2 separate regions of the Mus musculus genome follow, and region 2 is linked to region 1. The links are chromatin contacts, called in public HiChIP or PLAC-seq maps. All regions are on one chromosome and are shown on one strand. The core of a region is the stretch at or near the end of the contact, and the rest is flanking DNA. Distances in the headings are between cores, read along the strand shown.

The links. HiChIP or PLAC-seq counts read pairs in DNA pulled down with a chosen protein or histone mark.
Region 2: an H3K4me3 HiChIP or PLAC-seq map of bone marrow-derived macrophages shows a contact between it and region 1, with 8 times the contacts expected there. The contact joins two enhancer-like sites. A contact is called at or near these places in 1 of 15 datasets of contacts at CTCF or cohesin (large pre-B cells), 2 of 484 Hi-C or Micro-C datasets (bone marrow-derived macrophages and neural progenitor cells) and 6 of 115 datasets of contacts at active chromatin or transcription factors (the 230-238 cell line, CD8 T cells, acute myeloid leukemia and 3 more).

Annotation. Positions count from the first base shown.
Region 1 is chr17:50,984,417-50,991,843 of GRCm38.p6, forward strand. It overlaps Tbc1d5 (TBC1 domain family, member 5), which reads right to left. Exons shown (of 22, transcript NM_028162.4): 4 at 189-258. Among named protein-coding and RNA genes, the nearest start is that of Gm31083, 110 kb to the left of the region's middle. Within about 2 kb of position 3,730, at least 2 of the 459 cell types and tissues checked have an H3K27ac peak or open chromatin away from gene starts, as enhancers often do. A contact at or near this core is called in bone marrow-derived macrophages, where this site is marked.
Region 2 is chr17:51,379,634-51,387,060 of GRCm38.p6, forward strand. No RefSeq gene overlaps it. Among named protein-coding and RNA genes, the nearest start is that of C330011F03Rik, 65 kb to the right of the region's middle. Within about 2 kb of position 3,133, at least 28 of the 459 cell types and tissues checked have an H3K27ac peak or open chromatin away from gene starts, as enhancers often do. A contact at or near this core is called in bone marrow-derived macrophages, where this site is marked.

The DNA of each region.
Region 1 (7,427 bases), core at 2,480-4,979:
GTTATTTCTTAACCTTGCAGACTGTCGTGTACCACAAAGTCCTTTATCTATGAGATATTTTAAAGGCATGGTTATTAATTAGTTCCTGCTATTCTACGGCCAGAATTCTATAAAAGTATGTGTCTGGTATGCTATCTTGTAAACATAACTTGTAACAAAAGCTGTGAATGTATGTAATTTTCACTTACATATATGAATTGAACGTCCCTTCAGTGTCTAAGGTAGAATTTGATCCTCTTCCATTTTGACTTAGATCTCCTAGAGACAAAAATAGAAACACTGAAATAACAGAAATTGCAAAATTGAGTATTTCCATTAAAAAGCACTATGTGACAGCTCTACGTAGTCTCACAGTAAAAAATTTCAAAACAATAGATATATATCCTGCCCTTTTCTATCTTCCCAATTATCTTTTGTACTCAGAGCTTTTAGGTTAAAAACTCACGTGTAGGTCAACATACAAACCAATATCAAAACTCTTAATTTGGGTAGGAGACTGCCAAAGTAATTGCTAGCAGGCAAAGTATGATAACTTTTGTTAAATTTCTTTTATGGATCACAGAAACACAGGAACTTATAAACCATTTAACTACATGCTGATATTTATGAACTCTTTTGTTACAAAGCAGGTCTCCTTTCTAAGCAGCAGTATAGTCAAAGGGGTAGAAGTAGAGAACAAAGCTAAAAGCTATGCCACTATCCAGCAGTCTCAAAAGCAGACAGGCAAAAGGAAACACACAGGGAGGTGATGAGCAAGAATACATTTTTAAGGAACCTTCCAGTATACCTTAACATTTCTTCTAAACCATGTTTTTAACTGTTGATGTTATATTTGAATGGTTAAAAACTAAGCAATACAAAGCTTGGAGAGAAATTTCAACAAAAGACATATGTTTTCTGTAATAAAATTGTTTGCACATAAAAACAAGAATATTTGTAAAATCATATTTAGAATATATGTGTGTATGTATGCAAATATCAGAATCAATATTAAAGAAGAAAATAAAATTTTAAACTATTTTAAAGGTTAGCAAGATCCCAGTTAAAAACATCTTATACTTAGAAATTTAGTAGTTTACTTCATTAAACACATATTTTAAAATACTGCGCTCATGAAGCAGTACATGATTAAATATATTATTTCTTCCTCAAAGCAAATTAGGACCAGAATATAATTAAGTTTTAGAGTTCTAATCCCTGCAATGTAACTTTCAAAATCATTTCACATTTAACAACTTAATAATTTAGTGATATATCAGTTTTCCTGAGATTATAACAATAGACCTGGTTATATCAAATAGTAATTGTAAAGATTTCAGTTTAAAAATGAGATTTAAATTTTTGTAGATAATACTAAGGTACTTTTTTTCCATAATTATGCCATTCATTAAATAGCTCCTGAAAACGGAGATGAACTTCCTGTGGCGGCCGTGTCTTGTTTCACATAAGAATGCCAATTCCTCTCCAGAGCTGCGTGTTTCTGACCAGCACTCAAACGCTAGGGAGATTCTTACTTAGCTTGCTGAACCTTTTAATAGGATGCCTTTTTCAAAATATCTTCCCAAGGTGTTTCTGACTGCTTATTTTAAACATAAAACATATTTCAATCAAAGAGAATGACAAATACACAGACAGAAACAGCAAGACCAACTAACACCACAGATAACCAAATGGCAAGAGTCAAGGGCAAGAACATAAGCAACAGAAACCAAGGTTAGTTGGCATCATCATCAGAATCCAGTTCTCCCACCACAGTGAGCCCTGGATGACGCAACACACCAGAAAAGCAAGACTCTGATTTAAAATCACATCTCATGATGATGATAGAGGACTTTAAGAAGGTTTTAAATAACTCCCTTAAAGAAATACAGGAGAACACAGATAAACAGCTAGAAGCCCTTAAAGAGGAAACTCAAAAATCCCTTAAAGTATTACAGGAAAACACAACCAACAGGTGAAGGAATTGAACAAAACTATCCAGGATATAAAAATGGAAATAGAAGCAATAAGGAACCCCACAAAGGGAGACCCCCTGGAGATACCAATAGAAACAACAGAAAGCCCACATACACAAGGAAGCTGAACAACGCTCTATTCAAAGATAACTTGGTCAAGGAAGAAATAAAGAAATTAAAGACTTTTTACATGCTCTACAATGTACATAGCAGCCTTATTTATAGTATCCAGAATCTGAAAAGAATCCAGATATCCTTCAACAGAGGAATGGATGCAGAAAATGTGGTATATTTACATAATGGAATACTACTCAGCTATTAAAAACAATGACTTCATGAAATTCACAGGCAAATGGATGGATCTAGAAAATCCTGAGTGAGATAACTCAGTCACAAAGGAACACACATGGTATGCACTCACTGATAACTGGATTTTTAAAAAAAAGGATGACAAATTATTTACAAAATAAAAGCAAATGTTTATGATTATTATAGTTGTGTGTAAGCTAATTCTTTTACAACAAGGGTGAGATTACACATATAATATCTTATTTCAATTAAAATTAGTAGGATTATCATAATCTGAAATGATAAAAGAAATAGTATCTCAGTCACTAAACCTAATTTTCCTGTATTCCATGCTCTTTAAAAGCTTGCAGACACTTCGTGTGTGTCATTCCAGCACCAGCACAGAGCAAGCATTACTGCTATACCCTGACATCAGATGCTTCCTCATCTTTAGGACTAAAGATTGCAATTAGTGAGGTAAATCTCACCTACATAACTCTTGCTCATTTCAGCTGGATTCCATAAGAACAAGTATTTAAAAATCATTCAAATAAGAAAAGCTGTGGGGATTTTATTTGCTTTGTTTGTTGGTTTATTTTTGAGTGTCTCACTGTAGAGCTCAGAGGACCTAAAACTGGCTATGCAGATGAGACGCCTTCCTCTGCTAGGTTTAGTCACCACAATACCATGTCTAGCGCTTTTCTCAATAGCCATATTTTATTATAAGATGTTGCACACATTTTGTATATTTTCCATAGTTTGTAATTGTCACCTGAGAAAATGCCACATTAACTGTAATTTCCAAGGTGCAAAAGACTGTAATAAGGAAACAAAAAAGCAGATTTTCCTTCTCAAAAATATACCACATAAGGAGTGAAACTGTTTCACTAGCAATATCTGTGAAAATTTTCAGAATTTGTTACACAGGGAAAAGTCAATAAAGTTTTGAAGTGGGAAAAACAGCTTTGTCCTTTCAAGCCTACAGTTGAAATTATTACAGCAAATGTTTATGACAGGAACAAGTTCTCAATTTTAGTATAGATGTTTTAAATTCTTATTCTGGAGTAAACGACTGTTGAAAGGTTTACACACACACACACACACACACACACACACACACACACACACACACACACCAGAGTTTGTATTCCTAGAAAACTGTACATAAAGGATGCTATGTACTGTAGGAATCTTTATTAATGTGAGACATTTGGAGGCGTTACCACTGATAACCAGGAGAAAACAGACAGACAACAGAAACTCATCCTTCATTTAAACTGTGACATGCTAAGAGCGCATCTAAAGATGAGAAAACCCCAAATAAAAACTACAAGCAAATGTCATTCTATTACTAATTTGCTTTTAAATGTAGTAAAGTAAGCATTAATTTCAAAGGGAAGGAAGTAAGTGCAATGACAATATAATCTTGGAACGTATGTGTAGTGTTCCTCTAAAATATCAACAGAGGGTGCAAGAGAGTTTAATATGTTTTTAGGTGTCCTCGTAATTTGGGAATCAAGCTGTCAAACAACCAACAATAAGTGCAACAAGACTGTACAGACTGATTTTCACTCACATAGACAGATAGAAACACACACACATACCCTGCATGCACACACACAAAAAGGCTTTAAGTGTTAATATAACACAAATACTCAATTGTGTTTTAGAATACTAAATTTCCTTTTGTTTGAAAAGTAATTTAACAGCGTAAGACAATTTTCAGAATATAATTTCGATTTTAAAGGTATTTCAAAACCTAGTATACAAAGGGACATGGCGATTTTAACTCAGCTTATATAATTTAAATATGTATATGAATTATACACAAATATACAGTATAACAATCAATGTTATACAATAATTTACAATATACTCTAGTTTATATCTTTAACATCAACTCACCAATTCTTGTAGCTACAAATGTGTGAAATTTACGTATTATTATTATTATTATTATTTTTACTATTATTACTTGGTAAGCAACTTCGTAAAATAAGTAACACAAAGTAGTTTGGCTCTTCTATTGTCACTAAATGAAGTTATCAGTACTGGGGCAGAATTACATCTAACTGTGTTGTTGGCCAAAGGGGTCCCATGGAAATCCGCAAACAACTCAGGTTGTCTTCAAGGGAATAGGTGGTTGATCTGCAGACTGACAGCAAGGCTATATTGCTGAAGACAACACAAACACAAGGAGGTTCTCCTCATTGAACAAGGAGAAATTGATCTGGTGTGTCCACACAGTACCTTCACCCCTACTTTATAGGTCTTTGATATAGGAAGGTTCTCTGCACACTACCAAAGGACATATGTAAATACCAACCCAGCACAAACTCTCATCTCCAGTGGAGTCCTCCCTGGAAGAGAAAATGGTGGCACGGAGAGTGAGAGACCTTGGAACACTCAGCCCCGTGGAATGTCTCAATCAAATCTCTCCACTCAGCGCTCAGGATATCCCTCAGAAGAGAAGATAGAAAGTGTAAGAGCCAGAGGAGATGCAGGACACCAAGAAATAAGGCTCTCTAAATCAACAGGATCGAAGGTCATATGAACTCACAGAGACTAGAGACCAAGGCAGCATGCACAGAGCTGCAAGCTTTTGTATCAAGTCCGGTCTGTACACATGCATTATGGCTTCCAGTTCAGTGCTCCTATGTGATTCCTGAGTGTGGGAACGAGTGGGTCTCTGATTCTTGTGCTCTCTCCTTGAGCTCTTTCTTTTCCCTGTTGGTTTTGAACAACTCCGATATACTAGTTTTTGTTTTATGTTTTATTACATTTCCTTATGATCACAGAGAAGCCAGTCTTTCTTTTTGAGAGACAGAAAAGGAGTAGATCTAGAGGGGAGGTAGGAAGGAACTAGGAGAAGAAGAAGGAGAGAAGCCATAATCAGGAAATATTACGTGAGAAAAGATTCTATTTTCAATAAGGGGAAAAATTAAAAATGAAGTAATATGCTCATTTGAAGAAAAAAATGTTCTCAATTTGTGTTAGCTGGAATGATTATACAAATCCCCAGTATTTTCAAGTAATAATTTCTAACATATATGTATCTAAGTTATTATGACAATAATCATATAACTGTAACTTAAATTTCAAAATAGGATAAGTAAACTCAAGATATTCTTTTTGCTTTAACTACACTCATGTTGAGATAATGATATTTATTTGTTTGATCCATGAACTGTTGAAATCATGCTAAGTGAAGATTTATAATAAGTTTCTATAGAAATTTTTTATGCACCAAGATCTATCTGTTTCGAAAAGAATAAAAATATTTAAACTAGGTTAAAGTAGATAGACAAACACTACAGATAAGAATAGTTACTCAAATGTGCCTTTAGCTTACATTTGAAAGCACTGAATTTGAAAGTATCACCGCAGGCTAAGTCGGAACACTGAAAAACACTGCACACTCAAGAAAGACCTGTCAGAGAAGTGGTATTTACTTTTTAGGTTTCTACTAGTGTATAGGGGAGAGGCTTTGATTCAAACTAAGATTAGAAAAAGCAATTAAATGTTTTATTAACTTTAATATCCTCAGAAAGCATGATTAAAAATATTATGGTTAAAATGTAGTCATGTGCCGATACACAGTATTTTAAAGCAAACTGTGAGGAGACAGTTTAATCTTCTTTATTATCTTGAATTTATCTACATTTTAAAGATCAAATAATGGTCTGATTAATTTCTCTATCTTAAAATTGTTATTTTTAAATAATAAAAACTCTTTGGAAAGAAAATATTTTTTGGGCATTGTTTTAAGTCAGATCAACTTGTCTCAGAGAATAGAGGTTATGTATGTCATCAAGATACTGAGAAAAGTTTCATGAAATCTTCATGTTACATTCAGTACCACATTTGCTCTTTTGTTTGTTTTGGTTTTTGTTTTGTTGTTGTTTGAAACAGGGTTTCTCTGTGTAGCCCTGACTGTCCTGGTACCGTGGACTAGCAGTCCCGGAAATCAGAGATCCACCTGCCTCTGCCTTCTGAGTGCATATTTTAAATAGCAGAGAATCAAATGGTGCAGTGGGCACAGCCCTTTCCGCAAATACACGTAAACACCTGAGGTTTTATAGATATTATAGAATATAATATTATAGAAAGCTAATATGGCTATCATGTCTGCAACTCCAATTCAAATGACAGAGATCCTGGTCCTCCTTACTCACTAAGTCTAGCCAAATCAACAAGCACCAAGTTCAGTGAAGCAATATTGTCTCAAAAATTAAGGTGGAAAAAAATAGGAGAGGCCATTTGATGTTGATCTCTTGCTTCCAAGAACCAACCCATGTCCACACCTTCCAGGAACTGACCCATTTAAACACAGATACACTATCTACACTCAAACATGCTCACAAAGTTATAAAAAAGAAAGGAAAAAAATTCAGAAAATTATGAAAGGAAAGTAGCAGAAGGTGTTGCTGGGTTTCCCGTGGAGGTGGATGGCATGGATAGTTGTAGAAAGAACTTGCTGAGCTGGTGGGGACAGCCTATCACTAGAAGTTACCTTCTGTGAACTGTACTCTGAGCAAACTTAGGGCACATGACACAGGACTTCATGATGAGTCCTGAGCAATAGAGCTCTACAGACTGTTAGAAGTAAGTACACAGCTTGGAGAGTGATTAACAGAAAGGCCATACTGAGGCTCTAAAACATTTCCTAGATAGCGTCAATGATCCACAAAATTCTCCAAAATAATGAGCTTCTACAGTCCTGCACATAACTATGTCTTACTATAGGAAAAATTTATTTTACTAATATTTAACAAAAGATACTAAGTTATGGTCTTATTTTAATAGTAATGGAACTTAGCACTGAGCTACACCAACTCTACAGGCTATCTGCCATGACCACAGCAAACCCTTACTATATACATATCCTATTTCCAGAGAGGTTTGCAGCCTACAATGTTGTAATTTAGTTAATCGTAGTTATTATATTTCTATAATAATAAAATCTGAATAGGCAGGAGAGAGCACACGAAAACAGACTTAGAGAAGAGCTTCCTAAAAGTAAGCATGGCGTCAAAGAGTATTAGAAAATATTCATTTAAACATAGACAATAATATTAAGGTCAATGAATCATACACTTGAAATTTCACTACAAGTTCTCCCTGTTTAGACAAGACTGATTCATCAAGTGACAATCTATAAATACAGTCTAAAAAAAAAAAATA
Region 2 (7,427 bases), core at 1,883-4,382, 390 kb after region 1:
TCTAATATTTTATATGCTGTTTGTTGTTTTAGACTGTTAGTAGGGGCTTTTTCTACCTGATAATATTACCACCACTGCCTAATTGGTTATTAATTTTCATTATGACCAGATTTTAGTTTTTTTGTGAAGTCTTTCACATCTATTAAACAGATTGTATGCTTTTTAAAATCTTTTGTTTCTTTATTGTGATGAATTATAAGAGTAACTCTAAGTTGGTATTACTGGGATACATCTGACTTAGTCAAGATGTGCCACATGAAAAACTATAAATCTGGGTTCGGTTTTTAGTATTTGTTCATAGTTCGTGTCTGTATGTTTTTGAGTGAGACTGGCCTGTACTTCCCTTTCTTTCAGCGGATTGAATGATGTTAATACTGTAGTTATTAACACTCTCATACAAACGAGTTGAGAAATGTCTCCTGTTTTGAAGTCTCTGTATAACAGTTGGGCTATAAAGTCTTGTGTGTTTAATGGAATTTTTCATTTCATTTAAGTTTTAAATTATTGACTTAATGTTTGTTCAGGGCATTCCTATTTATTTTCTGCTTATGACTTTATAACTTCATTTTCACTTGTAGTGTTACTTAGCTGTACTCTTTTTGGCCAATCTTTTCACAAATTTATCTACTTGACTAGTTTTAACAAGCCTTCTCTTTGTCTTTTCTCTTGTATTTCACTTACAGTTATTTATCATTTTATTTGTGTGGGCTCACATGTGGAGGTTAGAGGACAACTTACAGAGTCAGTTCTTTCTTTATATCATAAGGGCACCGTGGATGGAAACATATGTCTTCTGGTTTGGCAACAAGAGCCCTTCCCCACTGTGCACATTACAGACCATAAACTTAATACCTAATGATAAATTTCTATTAAAATTTTCCTGAAACTGCATATACTCTTAATTTAAAAAAAAAGACTTTTTAATTCGGATGCTTGTGATATTAAATTTGTGTAATATTAAATTTCAGCATTTCTACTTTTATAAACTTTAAAGTTGGCAATGCAGTTGATTTAATTGTATTTTACAGTTTATACTTGATTTTTCTTGGATCTTCGAGTAGTTCAGAGAAGTCCATTTTAAATGTGAAGGCATAATTTTTAAAGAGTTGTACTCTTTTTTTGTTGTTATTGTTTAAACTAAATTGTATTTTAGTAGCTGCAGATGGGATGTGTTTTGAAAGTCATTGATGCTTTGTGGTCAACATTTGATCAGTTTCTATAAATGCTTTGTATGTGAGACAAAACAAAAAAAAATCATAAATTCTAGCTAGCTGGTAAAAAAAAGACACAGAATCCGGGTGTTTTATTTATCTAAGTTGTACGCCTAGATGATTTTGGAGCTATTCTGACTTACATCTCAGCCCTCATAACTTGCTGTTTCTCCTGGCCACGTGCTCATGGTCTGTCTCCTCTCATGGCTGCTTCCTTCTTCCTCTTCTCCTCTCTCTTCTCCTTTCCTCTCTACCTGCTACTCACAGCCAGGAAACTGAAAGCCTGCCTACCTCTATTTAGTGCACAATCACATGCTTTAGCCTTTTATTGACCAATGAGTTTCAGGAGCAAGGTTTTTAACAACAAAACCTGGTGTGTGGGGGAATTCACGTGTCTTGGGGCAACCAGGTCTTGGGGTATAGAATTTAGCATTTGGATACATAGCGCACCAAAAACAATCCCCAACATACACTGTTCTCTAATCACAGCAAATTAAGTGTGTGTGTGTGTGTGTGTGATTTTAGAGTAAAAACTACGAGCATTAAATTTTGCTTTTTAATTACTTAGGTGAATATATTAAATCTCCTGGCCAAATGGTGTATTTACTAATTATTCTTTCAATTCCGTGTATTTCAAAGTTATGTCACTTGATACAATGGACTTTAGAATTGCCTCTCAAGGCTTGAGAGATGGCTCAGTGGTTAAGAGCACTAACTGCTCTTCCAGAGGTCTTGAATTTAGTTCCCAGAAACCACATGGTAGCTCACAAACATCTATAATAGGATCTGACATCCTCTTCTGGTGTGTCTGAAGACAACTACAGTGTACTCATATAAAATAAAGAAATGAACAAAATAAATCAATGAAGGATTGCTTTCTCCTTTCTGATTTAAAAATTACAAATATTTTACAGGATGCTGCACAGTATTCAGCACCCTGTGATTTGGAGTTAATATGGCTATTGTTTATTTTGGTTGGAGTCTGCACAGATCAACTTTCTAGCCTTGTTTATTTCTCATATTTTGTTTTCTGTGCACATGGGTGTTTCTTTTGTGGACATTCATAGAGCTGAACACCAACATTATTTGGTTTATAGTGTTTTGATTTGTTGTTAATATCGTATATACTTCGTTATGTTTGTATTTTTACTATTAAATATTCTTCTTTTATTTGTGAATGTTTCATTTGGATTTTCTTCATTGAGTTTAATTTCTTATTTTTTTTCTAATATTTTCTGTGATGCTATAAATTATATTCCTTTTTTTAATTTATGATCAACCTTTGAATATCCAACCATAGCATCAAAATGAGTATCTTCACCAAGACTCTGAACTCTATAATAATGGTCTGTGTTTTCTTTAGGTTGATTCTAAGATACTATATTTTGTCACTTTACATATTTCTTTAAGCCAGGCAGTGGTGGCGCACGCCTTTAATCCCAGCACTTGGGAGGCAGAGGCAGGCAGATTTCTGAGTTCGAGGCCAGCCTGGTCTACAAAGTGAGTTCCAGGACAGCCAGGGCTACTCAGAGAAACCCTGTCTTGAAAAAAAAAAAAAAAAAGTAAGAAATTTCTTTAAATATTTCTAAATGCATTGGTTTTTTAATTTATTTATTTTTAATTCTTTATGCTTTTTACTGTTCTTGTGGATCTCCCAACTCTGTAGCAAATAGATTCATTTGAAAGTATTTTGTTAGGAATTTTAGGCAGACTGTTATTTACCGCAGAAAGCCTCTAACAGTCAGATTGCGTCTATTCTGTGATGACTCCCACTGGGACAGGCGAGTGGTTCTTTTTCCTGGCTCTCCTGCTAGGGAGGGCCAGGGTCAAGCTTCCCTGGCCTCACTGAAGGTCTCCTTATTCTATAGGGTTGCGATCTTAGTACAGCCACATTGTGCTGACTCATGGCCTGCCTTTTGTGTGGTGAACGACTGTACTTCCTGTAACTAACACTTCCTGCTCTGACTTCCGTCTTCAGGATAATCTTAGCTTCTAAATTTTTTTAGTGTTCTGATTTCAAGTCCCAATTAATTATTTTTGTCTCAGTGATTTTTCTTTTTAAAAACAAGCCCATCATTGTTCTTAAGTGCATGTTTATTGTAATTTGTCCAGTGGGAATTTTTGAGATAGATCGTGCCTTTCCTATAAATGTCTAAACCATCCTATTGCTCCCCAAAGTAAAAGTCTGTCATCTTGCAATCTTTTCCCCCTTGAAATAGAGCTTCTCTGTGTAGCCTTAGCTGTCCTGGAACTTTGTAGACCAGGCTGGTCTTGAACTCAGAGATCTGCCTGTCTCTGCCTCCCAAGTACTGGGATCAAAGGCATGTGACACCACCTCCAGGCAATCACAATATATTCTTTTTTTTTCTTTCTTCTTTTTTTATTTTTTTGCCATGCCATTATTTCTTTTTCTTTTTTTATTTTTCAACTTTTTATTAGATATTTTCTTCATTTACATTTCAAATGCTATCCCAAAAGTTCCCTATACCCTCCCCCGGCCCTGCTCCCTTACCTACCCACTCCCACTTCTTGGCCCTGGCATTCCCCTGTACTGGGGCATATGAAGTTTGCAAGACCAAGGGGCTTCTCTTCCCAATGATGGCTGACTAGGCCATCTTCTGCTACATGTGCAGCTAGAGACATGAGCTCTGGGCTTACTGGTTAGTTCATATTGTTGTTCCACCTATAGGGTTGCAGATCCCTTCAGCTCCTTGGGTACTTCCTCTAGCTCCTCCATTGGGGGTCCTGTGTTCCATCCAATAGATGACTGTGAGCATCCACTTCTGTATTTGCCAGGCACTGGAATAGCCTCACAGGAGACAGCTATATCAGGGTCCTTTCAGCAAAATCTTGCTGGCATATGCAATAGTGTCTGCATTTGGTGGCTGATTATGGGATGGATCTCCGGGTGAGGCAGTCTCTGGATGGTCCATCCTTTCATCTTAGATCCAAACTTTTTCTCTGTAACTCCTTCCATGGGTATTTTATTCCCTATTCTAAGGAGGAATGAAGTATCCACACTTTGGTCTTCCTTCTTCTTGATTTTCTTGTGTTTTGCAAATTGTATCTTGGGTATTCTAAGTTTCTGGGTGAATATCCACTTAGTGAGTGCATATCATGTGTGTTCTTTTGTGATTGGGTTACCTCACTCAGGATGATATCCTCCAGGTACATCCATTTGCCTAAGAACCCAGCTGTCCCTGAACAGAGGAATGGATACAGAAAATGTGGTACATTTACAAAATGGAATACTACTTAGCTATTAAACACAATATATTCTTAATCACTCTCTAGTTTCCTTTCTTTTTTCCTTCCTTAAGCCATTCTCTGCATCTTCCACCAGTCATATTGTCACACACAGGGTAGCATTCAAACACTTTACCACAACATACATGCCATGACCACTCATCCACACTTGTCCTCTCTGTCCTCCAGAGCAACTTCCATCAGCCCTGTTTTCATTCTTCCCTTAAATAACTTCATATTACTTTTTTCAGATACTTATATCTGAGAGTGTCTTATTTGTTAGTTTGCTTATTAATTTTCTCTCCCTCTTCACTAAATATACATTCAATGAAGACAGAGGCATGATTTATTCATATATGTCCAATGCCTAGTGAATTTAAATATTCAATTTACATTTATCAAATAAATCAGTAAGAACAATGTTTACTGAATACCCGCTATGAGCCAGACACTGATGTAGGAGCTTAAGATAGATAATGAAATGAACAAGAGTTCTACCACATGGAGTTTGCACTCTTAAAATGTCGACAGTTGTATAAATAATAGGCATGCCACACAAATAAATTATAGGGCATGTTAAGAGGTCATCTGTATAATAGAAAAAGTGGTCACAGTGAAGGAGGTAAGGAAGTACTTTACCATTGAACTGCAGGATTTACTAATAATATATAGGCTTGGGTTATAAGAATGAGAGGCATAAATGATGACAATAACAAGAGTGGACTTTCCACCATCCTTCTAGAGCATAGATCATTGCTGAAGCAGACACAGAGATCATAGCATTGAGTAGGCTAGGCAACTGGACTTTAGTATGGAGAGGCATTGACCTGAAAATGACTGGCTAGAAGTAGTATTAAAACCCACGGAGTGGATGTTGATCTGTGAATGGAGAGAACTAAGGACAGGAACTAGGCTAACCCAATAGTCAATAATTGGGAATGGGGGAGGAGTCAGCAAAGAGATGAAGAAAGAGCCATCACTATAGAGCAAACAAAAGAACCAGGACCCTGAGAGACCTGAGCCACGAGTGCAGTTAAATCTTAGAAGAGCTAGCAGTGGAATGGTCTATTGTTGGATTTGTATCTTGGGGAAGGTTATTATTATTTCAATCTTGTTGCTTTAAGTTGATCATACTTTTTAACTTTGTTTTGATAAGCTATATGTGCCTGGGTATTTATCCCTTTCTTCTAGGTTTCCCAATGCCTTGGATAAAGGTTTTAAATTAATCTTAACTGGGTCTCTGTATTTCATTGAAATATATAGTGTCTATTCATCTATGAAAAACAAAGGCATCATGGAGTCTGAGATAGGGGAAGCATCCAAGAAACAATGGAGGTGTCCTTATCTCTGACTCATAGCATTAAGGATTTGGAGCTTGAGGAGTCTGCCTCCTGTGGCCAGGCAGGAACTCCAGTGGAGTGATAGGGACACCAACCTACCCATAAAATTTATCCTGTCTACAAGAAACTTAGGAATTGAGGATGGAGTAGAGACCGAAGGAATGGCCAACCAATAACCACCCTAACTTGAGACCCAGTCCATTGGCAAGCACCAATTCCTGATACTATCAGTGATACTCTGTTATCCTTATAGACATGAGTCTAGGATGGCTGTCCTCTGAAAGGCTCTTCCTCAGAAAGGTTCTTCTACCCACAGTGAATAGAGCTTGGGAACTCTTGTGGAAGAATAGGAGGAAGGATTGCAGCCCCTAAGGGGATAGGAACTCCACAGGAATACCAACAAAATCAACAAGCCTGGACACTTTGGGGCTCTCAGAGACTGAACCACCAACCAAAGCACATACATGGGCTAGACCTAGTCCTCCCCTCTCATATGTAGAAGATGTGCAGCTTGGTCCCCACTGAACAAGTGGATCAGGGGCTATTTTAAAAGCTGTTGCCTATATGTAGGATATATTCTTCTAGCTGCACTGCCTTGTCTGGCCTCAGTGGGAAAGGAAGCACCTAGTGTCACAGATTCTTGAAGTGTCAGGCTGTGGGGATACCCAGGGGGTCCCCACCTGCTCAGAGGAGAAGGGGGAATGAGGGAAGTATTGTGGTAGGGAGTGACAGGAAGGGAGGCATTGAGTCAGATGCAATGGGAATAAAAAAGAAAGAGGGGAGGAGGGAGGGAGGAAGGAAGGAAGGAAGGAAGGAAGGAAGGAAGGAAGGAAGGAAGGAAGGAAGGGAGGAAGGAAGAAAAAATACACAGTATCCTTCCTTCTTTCATTTCTAATTTAGGGACCTTCTCTTTTTCTTTTGATTAGTTTTGTTAGGGCTTTGTACCTTTATTTATGTTTTCAAAGAACCAATGTTATTCTTTTGTCTCCATTTCATTAATTTCTACTTTGATTGGTGTTTTCTCTTGCCACCCATTGCTTTCAGGTTTGAGTTACTCTGATTTTTCTAAAACCTTGAGTTGTGTCATTAGGATAAAGTACTTGAGATCTTTCTGGATTTTCATATGATTTTCTCACAGGCAAACACTTTTATCTTTTGCCTTATCTGTGTCTCAAAGGTGCTGGTAAGTTGTATTTTCATTTTCATTTGACTCTAGGAGGTTTTAAATTTCTTTCCTGATTTCTTTGGTGACTCTTGTTATTACAGTTGTTATTGTTCAATTTCTAAGTCTTTGTGTAATCTCTAAAGTTTCTCTTTTTAGTGATTTCTAATTTTATTTCACCATGACATAGTAAGACAGGAACAAATATTTCAGTTCTTTTGCATTTATTAAGATTTGCCTTTTAATATAGAATGTGGCTCATTTTAAGGTGAATGAGATGCTGATATAATTTGTATTCCATTTTTGCTGGATAATATTTGTTAGATCCATTATATCTGTAATGTATTTTAACTCTGTGTTTTCCCCCTTGATTTTTAGTTTTTATTATATAGCTAATGGTAAAACTGGGGTATTAAAGTCATCCCTTATTGTTATATAAGGATCTATCTGGCCTTTTGTTAAAGGGAA